2 separate regions of the Mus musculus genome follow, and region 1 is linked to region 2. The links are chromatin contacts, called in public HiChIP or PLAC-seq maps. All regions are on one chromosome and are shown on one strand. The core of a region is the stretch at or near the end of the contact, and the rest is flanking DNA. Distances in the headings are between cores, read along the strand shown.

Evidence for each region. HiChIP or PLAC-seq counts read pairs in DNA pulled down with a chosen protein or histone mark.
Region 1: a contact with region 2 is called in an H3K4me3 HiChIP or PLAC-seq map of embryonic stem cells, with 10 times the contacts expected there. The contact joins the promoter of 1700026F02Rik here to the promoter of Zfp709 in region 2. A contact is called at or near these places in 3 of 115 datasets of contacts at active chromatin or transcription factors (embryonic stem cells and stem cell-derived neural progenitor cells) and 1 of 9 other capture datasets (liver).

Annotation. Positions count from the first base shown.
Region 1 is chr8:71,022,318-71,028,009 of GRCm38.p6, forward strand. It overlaps 1700026F02Rik (RIKEN cDNA 1700026F02 gene), which reads right to left and starts at 4,438. Exons shown (of 3, transcript NR_045487.1): 1 at 4,311-4,438.
Region 2 is chr8:71,878,810-71,884,261 of GRCm38.p6, forward strand. It overlaps Zfp709 (zinc finger protein 709), which reads left to right and starts at 3,259. Exons shown (of 4, transcript NM_145624.4): 1 at 3,259-3,399. The coding sequence starts at 3,397. Gm5373 (inversin-like) reads right to left here and starts at 1,710. Exons shown (of 13, transcript XM_017313040.2): 1 at 1,388-1,710. The coding sequence starts at 1,428.

The sequences.
Region 1 (5,692 bases), core at 3,188-5,687, 860 kb before region 2:
TGGAGAGATGGTTGAGTGGTTAAGAACACTGGCTACTCTTCCAGAGGACACGGGTTCAATTTTCAGCACCCACATGGCAGCTCATAACTGCCTGCAATCCTGACCCAGGGGATTTAACACCCTCACACAGTCATACATGCAGTCAAAATACCAATGTACATAAAATAAAAGTAAACAAATTATAAAAGAGTTCTCACTGTTCTGATTTAGCTTGGTGGATCATTGACAGGGAGGGAAAGGTAAGCAGGTAGGAAGTTGAATTGTGAAACCTGCAAAACCTTTGGCTGCTCAATGTGAACAGGCTCAACTCTAACCATTCACTGAAAGTAGTTCTAACCTGTGATCTCTTCCCTACACCATTTCTTTGTAAAAAGTTATGTGTATGTTTCTGTACTTACAAGAATATATGCCCCACATATACTTGTGCCCATGCAGGGAGGAAGGCATGCTCTAGTGTGGGAATTACAAGTGGTTGTGAGTGGGGACTCAAACTCAGGTCCTCACACTTGCATGGCTGCTGCTTTACTCACTGAGGCATTGTCTATGGTTGCTTTTGGGGTTTGTTGTTTTGTTTGCTTGTTTTCTTGAAACAGCATATGGCTGTGCAGCTCAGGCTATCCTGAATTCTGACCCTCTTGCCTCCACCTGTCTGCTGCAGGAATATATATATACTTAGAAAGTCCAAGAGATCTGGGATGGGGGAGGATCCCAGGATGAAATGTGGGTGGTGACCTTAGCTGAAATGCCCAAAAGTGGGGAGATGGAACCTGAAGAGATCACCTCCAGTAGATGGACAAGGCTCCAATGAACAGATGGGGACACCAACCCACCTTCAAAAATTTTGCCTCCAAATTGTTCCTGTCTAAATGGAACAGAGACTGAATCAGTGATTGGCCCAACTTGGGATCTAACCCATGGGTGGGCACCAAACTCTGACACTACTACTGATGCCATGTTGTCCTTGCAGACAGGAGCCTAGCATGGCTGTCCTGTGAGGGGCTTTACTTATCAGCTGACTGAGACAGATGCAGATACTTCCAGCCAGACATTGGGCTGAGGTCTGCACCCCTATGGAAGAGTTAGGGGGAGAATTGAAGGAACTGAAGGAGATGGCAACCCCATAAGAAGATCAAGTGTGTCAGCTCACCTGGACCTCTGGGAATCCCCAGAGACTATACCACCAACAAAAAAGCATACATGGGCTGGTTCAAGGCCCCTGGAGAATATGTAGCTGAGGACTGCCTTGTCTGGCTTCATAGGGAGAGGATGCTCCTAATCCTGTAGAGACATGATGCTCCAGGTATGAGGGATGCCCAAGGTGGGCACACCCTCTCAGAGGCAAAGGGGATGGGAGATGGGGGAGGAAGAATTCTGTGAGGGGGGACTGGAATGGGGCAACACATGAGTTGTAAATGAATAAAATGATAATAAAATTATTTTTATATGTATGGTTGTTTTGCCTGGTGCCTGTAGAATCCAGAAGAGAGTGCTAGACTTCCTGGATTTGCAGATAACTGTGAACCACCATGTGGTTGTGGGACTTAGACCCAGATGCTCTGAAATAATAGCTCATGTTCTTAATCAATAAGCCAAAAATCTGTCTGATGACACTTAAAATGATGAAGCTCAGCTGTTTTCTTTCGTGCCCTTGATTTATGAGAGACTATCCAGATTTCTACATGTCACCTTAGAAATTGTTGCTTCAACTCATCAGTAAAGACAAAATATTAGGTAGAATTTCTTCTATAAATTTCTTTCTCCCAGGTCTGCAGTTCTAACATCACTAAGTACAGAACTCCACCTCTACGGCGAGGCTGACCACAGGGGAAACGTTTACAATCTATGTTGGTTAGTTTTGATGTTAATTTGACACAAGCTATGGTTATTTGGGAAGAGGGACTCTCAACCGAGAAAATGCTTCTATTGAGAATGGCTTGCAGGCAAGTATGGGGTGTATTTTCTTAATTTGTGATTCATGTGTTTGTACCTAGCCCACTGTGGGCAGTGCCACCCCTGGGCAAGTGGTCCTGAGGTATATAAGAAAGCAGGTTGAGCAAGCCATAAGGAACAAGCCAGTAAACAGTGTTCTGCCATGGTTTCTGTTTCAGTTCATGTTTTCAGGTACCTTCCCTGCTTGAGTTTCTCCGGGATAGACTGACTGTCATGTGGAAGAGTAAGCAATAAACCCTTTCCTCCCCAAATTGGTTTTTGGTCATGGTATTTTACCACAGTAGTAGGAACCCTGACTAAGACAGGATCCAAGAGCTGAACTTACTAAATTCCTCTAACTCCTCCTCCATAAATCTCTTTTAAAAACTAGAAAATAAAAGTTGTGTGCATGCACACCATACCATGGGTATGAAGGTCAGAGGGCATTTGTATGGAGTCAGTTCTCTCCTCCCACCAAGTGAGTCCTTTACCACTGAGTTATCAAGTTCTTTATACTGCTGGTTCCTCCCTACCAAGAAAACCCTTGTGTTTTATGGCCTTCCCCTCTCTGGTGAACAAGAATGCTCCCATAGGCTCATATATTTGAGCATTTAGTCCCCAGGTGAGGAAAGGTTTGGGAAGCATTAGGAGGTGTGGCTCTTTTTGGACGAGGTGTGTCACTGGGGGCTGGATTTGTGGTTTCAAGCGGTTCTTGCCATTTACAGTGCTCCTTCTCTCTCTGCCTTCTACTTGGAATCAAAACATGAGCCCTCAACTGTTCTGCCTCCATGCTTTTGCCCCATCACTATAGACTCTTACTCTCAGAAACAGCCCAGTTAATTTCTTTGTTTTATAAATTGCCTTTGACATGGTGTTTTGTTACAGCAGTAGAAAGGCAATTTAGACATTGTGTGTGTGGTATGTGCATCTTCATGTGCTTATACTCGTGGATGCACATCTGGAGGCCAGAGGAGGGAACTGGGATCCTCCTGTATCACTGTTTACTTTATTCCTTCAAAGTGAGGTCTCTCTGTGAACCTAGAGCTTGCATATTTTCTACGAAGTGGGTAGCCAGCAGGCCCCTGCTATCGTCCTCTCCACTTGCCTCAGAGTTGGGGTTACAGGAAAGCATGAGACTAGGTTGAACTTGTTATATGGACCCTGGGAACCAAAGCCAGTTTCTCATGCTTATGCATGAGTGCTCTTATCCACTGAGGCATCTCAATAGTTCCTATGAAAAACCCTCCTCTACAAACATCTCCAGATGCTTATACTCACAACTGGGCTTCTCCCCTAGTACAACATTTTCAAATAAGGGCATAGGAAACCTTCAGCTGTACTTTAAAACTTTATTTTTGAGAATTTCATACATACTTAGAATGAAATATGAACATGTCTACTCCCATTTCTTACCTTCAATTCCCATGTCCCTCCCACTCCTCCATCACAACTTCTTGTCTTTTCCTTTCTTGATAACCCAGGTTGTGCTGTCCATATGTGCTATGCATGGGTGTGGGGTATCCATGGGAGCATGGGAAACCTACCAGTTGCCATGTTCTCAAAAAAGAATGATTGTACCATTGACCTGGGCTGCCCTGAATCTTCTTTTATCAGTGGACCGCAGTCAATGAAGAGATGCATTATTGGCCAAAGCGCTGAGAATCAAAGAGACTGAGGACCCAGGCCTAAATGGGATACCTATATTAACCCACCAGCAACACTACAGGAATGGAGGAGGAAAGAATCTGGAGAAGGGCTGTGAAGGGCTGTCTGAACTCACAGCAGCTGTGGCCACCTGCATAACACACAAGATCAAGTCAGTCAAAACATCTGCATAGATGGGGTGTGTGTATGTGGGCGATTTCCAGGCCCCAACCCTATTGAGAACGTACTGGCAGTGGATAGATACATTTTGTTTTTAAATAAATGCCTCTGGTCCAAGGTTAGTAAGAATTACCTCAGAGGAGACGCTTCTATTCTAAGGCCAACCATAAATATCTGTGGATTTCCCGTTTCCAACGAAGGAACTTACTGTCAGGCCAAACACAGGCACAAGGGGGCAACTTAGTGTTTTAAAGAATATTTTTCTTGAATGCAAAGTCTCTCAGGTATCCTAGCTGCTCAGAGAACTTGTAGCTGGGCTCCAACCCCGTCCCCAGTCCACTCACCATTATACCCAACCCAGCCCTCCCTCAGCTCCGCCCCCAGCTCACCCCACCCTTACTCCTACCTTCAGCTCATCACCCCACCCCCCACCCCGCACAAGACACCCCGGGTGCAGCTGCGCAGAAGCTCCAGTGGGATTGGACTCCAGGGAGCTGAAAGACCGAGAGCCCCTCCCACAACCCCGCCCCATCCACGCCCGCACATCGGCCTCTCACTTGTCTGAGTCCAGGGCTCCTACAATCTCTTAAGAAACTCCTTGGCTCAGGGGTCACAGGGCCAGTGAATCTCAGCCACCTCGGACTCCCGCAGCTGACAGGACAGGGTGTCAGGAAGAAAGGCCAGTAACGTCTGCTTCAACCCCTCGTGCTCCTGTTTGAACAGTTCTGACTGCGCCCATGGTCCTGATTCGCTAATTCTCAGAAACCCAATGGGGAGCCCGGAGCAACGGAATAAGCAACCAGATGATCAGGATCCCAAATGGCACTTCGCAGCAGATTTTCTCAGCAAGGGCTTCCTGTGACCTTAATTACATTTAAATAGAGCTTGTACCTGGCTTTGCAGAGCCAATCTGCTTCTGACCCTGTTTTTGACCCTGGAGAAAAAGAAGGGCTGTCTAGGCCAGGCAAGACGCACAGGGACAGGACAGTGAGAGGATGTCAAGCTTGAGGAGTTTGGCATGAGGCAGTCAGTTGACTTTATGGCCAGCTTTTTGCCAAAATTTTCTGTGAATCTATTCAATTTTAGCAAAGAAAAGGAAGAGAATACTATTATCCAATGCATACAGAAACTGAAGGTATGTGCCACAATTTTCCACAGAGGAAAGGAAAATGGCTCAGTGGGTAACATCCTTGTCTCCACGAGCATGGTAACCTGAGTTAGGATCTCTATGTAAAAAGGATGGAAGCACATGGCTGCTGTCTAAGAACTGGGGAGGTGCTGCTGCTGATGGGTGGTAGGGCTGGACAGAATCTGTGGGGTTTGCTGTCCAGCCCGTCTAGTCCAATGGTGAGCTACAGGTTTAAAGAGAGACCGTGACAACAGAGAGAGAGGGAGAGAGAGAGAGAGAGAGAGAGAGAGAGAGAGAGAGAGAGAGAGAGAGAGAGAGAGAGAGGTATGATATGGCTTCCCTACAGACACAAGTGGGTGCATACAATTGTACACACTTTAACAGCACACACTGAGTAAAATAAACACTTGACTTAACCCAGACATTAGTAAGCTGTAACCAAAGTCAAAGTGACTCTAGACATTTAGAAGGCTGAATAGATTTCCAAACCTGAGAGGCAACAGAACTAAAATAAAGCCTTGGATGCATCACCAGGAAGGATGTAACTTGGAGGTCATCATAGCCATAAGGAAGGGCACAGTGAAACATTGAACTGCTCCATTGATGGCTTTATTTTAAATATGAAGCTGTTATGTGGCTCTTGGGTGCTAGAGAAATGGCCTGAGGGATTTGGGGGGAATTCTAAGCTTCCATGGCTACCTCTGGGAGGCTGAGAGTGGGCAGAGAGAATAACAAAAAATGTCCGGGAAAGTCTTACAAGCCAGAACAGACTGAAGGTTAGGGGAGAGAAGAGCCAAGACTCTAGCCTAG
Region 2 (5,452 bases), core at 2,009-4,508:
GTGTGAAGACTTTTATCAATATGATTGTCTGTGTCCACTTCTATTTGTCTGTCATCCAACAGTTTATTAACATAAGTCTGCTATAGAGCACTGAGTAGCCCGAATGGAGTGAAAGTTATTTCCTCCCTCTAATATACAATGGTGTTCAAAATAACTCAAGCATCTCTCTTTGAAAACTTTGTGGAAAAGTTAGAACTCACTTCCTCTGGGTGCAGAAAGAGAGTTTGAGATGTAGTCTGTGAGAAAGGATATTCCCTTCCATTCCCTCCAAAATAATTTTTTAAAGCTAAGGTTGTAACAATTTACACCTTGGAAGAGAATTACCATAGACTCATAAGGGATTAATATGTGTTACTTAAATAATCAGAACATAGTTGTAAAAGGGGGCCTTGATAAACAGGTAGGAGGAAACACAGTAGTGGGTGACTCAGCAAGGCTCTCAATCTGGAAGCACTTTTGAAGAGAACCCTTAGGTTATCAGAGTTTATAAGCCCTGCTGAGGAAGCAGAGTATAAGAAGGAATAATATTCATTAAATTGTGCAGATCATGAAACAGCTATTAAAATTCATATGGAAATAAGAACATGGTCAGAAAACTGACAACTGGGGAAGAACTGCTGTTAAAATAATCTCATTTAATACATTTGTGTTATAATATGCTAGAGATCAAAATCTTGTGAAGAAAAATGATCCAGCTATACCACTCCTTGGCATATGCCCAAAAGGCTCTACATCCTGCTCCACAGATATTGGCTCAGTCATGTTCATTGGTGCTCTATTCATAGTAGAAGCAACCAAATGTCTATCAACTTATGAGTGGATAATGTGGTATATTGAAGAGACACAGCAGGAAACCTGCCTCTGCACTTTCCAGCTAATCGATACTCTTGCCCACCCCACCCCACAGCCCCCCACTCCCACTCAGGGAGCAGCAGCTGCCAGCTTTGGGAACAGACAAAGGGCAACACATCCCAGCCTCTGTGTCACCGAGGCTGGCACTCTCCTTGATAGATAACTAATTTTTCTCCAGTGCAGATGGCTCCTGTCCTTGAGGGAAACAAGGACCAAACAGCCTTGAAATGATACAGTGGCCCACTCTTGGGCCATGAGAGAAGGGCAGTTAAGTGTTCCTAGACAGCTTTGACCAGTTTGTAAAAGCACACTAGTTCCTGATAGCACCATAAAGTTACTTCCCAGGTCAGAAGAGTCCCCCACTTCCAGCTGCATGATTCTGCCCCGCTGTCTGAACAAAAGATAGCAGGTTTGAAGGATGCTTCTTCCCCTTGTCACCTCCCCTGTTATGGAACCCCAAAGCCCGAGGATTCCCTGCTTATGCGTGTGCATATAAATACTCTAAGCCCCTGGACATAGGCATTGCATTTCTAACCTGCACAGTGGGAGAAGGCTTGCGATCTGAGACTGACTCATAAATTAAGGCTCTCTTTGTTATATTGCATCAGACTGGCAATTCTTAGAGTTCTTCTGGGGTTCCTGAGACCTGGGCATAACAATATAAACACAATGGAAATTCTATTCAGTTGTAAAGGAAAACAAATCATAAAACTTGCAGGTAAATGAATGGAAGTGTAAAATAAACTGAGAACCCAGGAGGTAAGGGGAACTACAATCCAGAAATGGAGGGCACACCTATGATACAAATTTTGAGGCTGAAGACTCAAGCTTCTGACCCAGATCTTGACATGGAGATCTTGAGCCACAGTGGCTGTGAAAATCTTAGGCCCAGGCAAGGTAATACATACCTTTAGTCCCAGAAAACTGAGGCAAGCAGATCTCTGAGTTCAAGGCCAGCCTGGAACAAAGCAAGTTCCAAATCTAGGCATGGTAGTACACACGTTTAATCTGGGCCATACCTCCTGCTGGAGTCCTACAAAAAGAAATTGAAAGAAGGCTCTTTGCCCGCTTACACTTACTTGCCATCTGTTGCAACCTACTTCTTCAGGATCCCAGCCTATACAGAAGACCAGCTGACACAGCCAGCCTCGTGAGACTGAGCAACTAATAGAGCCTTGGACTTCCCATTCCCAGCTGCCCATTGTTGGGTTAGTTAGACTACCAACTGTAAGACATTACAATAAATTCCCTTAAAATATAGAGACAATCCATAAGTTCTGTGAGTCTAGAGAACCCTAATATAGGAAGCCACATTTCTTATATTATACTTAGGAGTATTTTGCCTGCATATATGTCTGTGTACCACATACCTGCCTTCTCTAGCAGAGGTAAGAAGGTAGATGTTAAGAGCTCCTGGAACCGGGCTTGATACATTCTGTGTGAGCTGGGAAATGAATCCAGGCTCTCTGGAAGATCAGCCAGTGCTCTTAATCGCTGAACCATCTCTCCAGGCCCATTACACCTTTCGTAATGCTACTGTTTAATTTATACTAAAAATCGTTTTAAACTTTAGTCTTGCTTCATACTGATTCAGCCTAAAAATTTTCTGCAGCAACGTGTGTGTGTGTGTGTGTGTGTGTGTGTGTGTGTGTGTGTGTGTGTCCTGGCTTTGCCTGAATGGAGGTCTCGAGCAGGTGGTAGACACTTTCTGCTTCTCCGGAAAATACATTTGTTCTCTGAGGTAAAGGGCTGTCTCTGTGAGACACTCTGTGAGACATTTCTCCAGAAATCGGCAACCAGAAAGATCTATAGAGGACAGGTAGAAACGGATTCTCTCTCAGGAAAGCCAGGAGATTTCTGCTTTAATGGAATTTATCTACCAATCTGGGCTGGTCTTCAACAAGAAAAGAAACCTAGCTAGAAAGGGTTATGGTTGGAATATGTCGTTTTGGTTCTCCTCAGTCCGGTAGGGACTCGCTTATTCTGTTCCTCACTAGCTGAACACTCATCAAAAGGCAGAAAGCGGTATGAACTGTCCAATGAAGACAGTCGGAGAGCAGAGCGGAAGTTCCTCTTCCACCATCCTTTTTCCGTGAGCCAGGATTGTCGCAGGATTGCATTGTCGTGGCAGCTGAGGTAGTAGGGGTCGCCAACCCCGGGAGCCTTGGTGAAGGCCTTGGGTGGACCGAGAGCTGTCAGAACCTGGGGACCGGCGGGCGTAGCGGAAGTCCCTCCCCTGCCCTCTCATTTTCGGGTGCTGTCACACCCGCAGAGCTGTACGAGCTCAAGAGAACCTCCCTAGCCATGTGACACTTTAGCAGGAACAGTTTTGAGAGCCGCAAGGATGCGCGGGACAGCGCGTGCGTCTGCTGACCCTTCAGAAGCTCCTGCGGACAAGGCGGAAGTGCCTCTGCCGCCCGCTCCCTTCCGGCGCGGTGCTGTCCGGTCAGCTGAGAACCCGAGGTGACTGATCGATCCTCCGTGGCCCGGAGACGGGCGAGCCCAGGAACCGCCGCGGGGCCGCTGGAGGCCCTGGGAGCAGACATGGTGAGCCCTGGGTGAGCGAGGCGGATAGGCAGGCCTGCTGGGAAGCCCTCGACCCCCTGCTCCTAGGGTGGCGGGACCCCGGCGTCTTCTTCACCTTCGCCTCTGCAGGTCTGCACCTGGGACTCCTGAGTGCGCGGTGCAGAGAGCCGAGGGGCTCCAGGCTCTGGGCCAGGGATCCACTACTACTCACGTTCCTGAGAACCTCTGATGGTCTTTAGAAACAACATCAAAAATCCATGAATTTGCTTTCCCCACCCCATCCCAGTACTTCTTAGGCCTAAACGTCCCTAAATGTTTAGATATTTACCGTTTGACAAACTCATTAAAACTACACAAGTAGTTGGGGCGAGAGAAATAACAAATGTTTTGTCCTAGAAATGATGTGGGCATTGATCTAAAGTGGAATGAAGGGCAAATTCTATTTCAAAGGAGAATTGCAATAGAGGGGAAGCCCCAAATATAAGATGTGCTAGCATCTCCGGGGTACTGGAAAAAAAGGAGAGAAACTTAAGGAAACATTGCTTGGTAAGGATTTTGTTTTTACTGATGAGGTTATTGTTTTGAAGCAAAAGTGGGCCTTTAGTTAGTTGAGTTAGTTAGAGATGGCCTGTAGTCGGTGCTATGTATCAAAGGGGAAATGGAAAGAAGGAAAATAAGGTATGTGGAGATCCCCAAGTGAAATGTCTTGTCCACTAAGAGTTCCTCTACTCAGTTTCTGTAGTAATATATTTTATGAGCTGTGCCTATGTACTAAGATGGTCTCTAAGCTTATGGACAGTTTGGCCTGTCTTTGGGTTCCTTTGTGAACTGTGAGGGAATCAGGCTTCCTGGTTTTCTAATGTATGCGCTTAAAGCTATAGACTCCTTTCATATAGGACTCTGTTTTTATGTGTTCCTGAAGGTTTTGTTGTTTTTTTCATTTTGATATTGTTCCAGGAATTTTGGTTTCTTTCTTTATTTCCTCTTTAGCCCATTCATCATTCAGTACTAAGTTGTTTAATTTCTGTGAGTTTGCATGCTTACTAGAGACTTGTTTGCAGTTATTTTTAAGTTCCATTGCACAGTGGACAGGTAAGACCCATAAGTTATTTCAGCCTTTCAGAATTTGTTAAGCTTTGTTTTATGTCCCAAGATATGATCTGTTTTTGAGAAGCCTCCATGAACTGCTCAGTAGAATGTATATTCTTTCATATTTTGGTGGAATATTGATGTTTCTCTAGTTCTTATCCAGATAACCTGTCTATTGGACACAGGTATTAAAATGACCTAATACTGGATTAGTGTTAATCTGTGTCTTTAATTCCACTAGTATGCTTTTTTAAGATACACATACACACACATATGAGTGTATAGTCTGCATATAAGTATACATACCATGCATGTCTGATGCCTGTGAAGGTCAGAAAAGAGCATTCCCTAGAACTGTAGGTGTGTCAACTTGAAACATAGTGGAGTTATCACAGAGAAAGGAGCCTCCCTTGAGGAAATGCCTCCATGAGATCCAGCTGTAAGGCATTTTCTCAATTAGTGATCAAGGAGGGAGGGCCCAACCCATTTCGGGTGGTGCCATCCCTGATCTGGTTGTCCTGGATGCTATAAGAAAGCAAGCTAAGCAAGCCAGGGGAAGCAATCCAGTAAGCAGCACCCCTCCGTGGCCTCTGCATCAGTTCCTGCCCTGTGTGAGTTCCTATCCTGACTTCCTTTGGTGATTAGCAGCAATGCGGAAGTTTAAGCTGAATAAACCCTTTCCTCCCCAACTTGCTTCTTGGTCATGGTGTTTTGTGCAGGAATACAAACCCTGACTAAGACAGAAGTCAAAGGACAGTCTTTGTTGTTCACTACTGCATATTCCAGGCTAACTGACCCATCAGCTTCCAGGGATTCTCCTGGCTTTAAATGCCACCTTGTCATAGGAGTTCCTAGACCTTGGACACTGAACCACAAGATTTGTTTTGCTCTGCTGAACGTTGGTTATGTGTTTTGATTTTATTGTAATTATGCCTTTGATTCTACCTGTTTCAAGTAAGAAAGCATTTAAACTTTAATTTTTTTT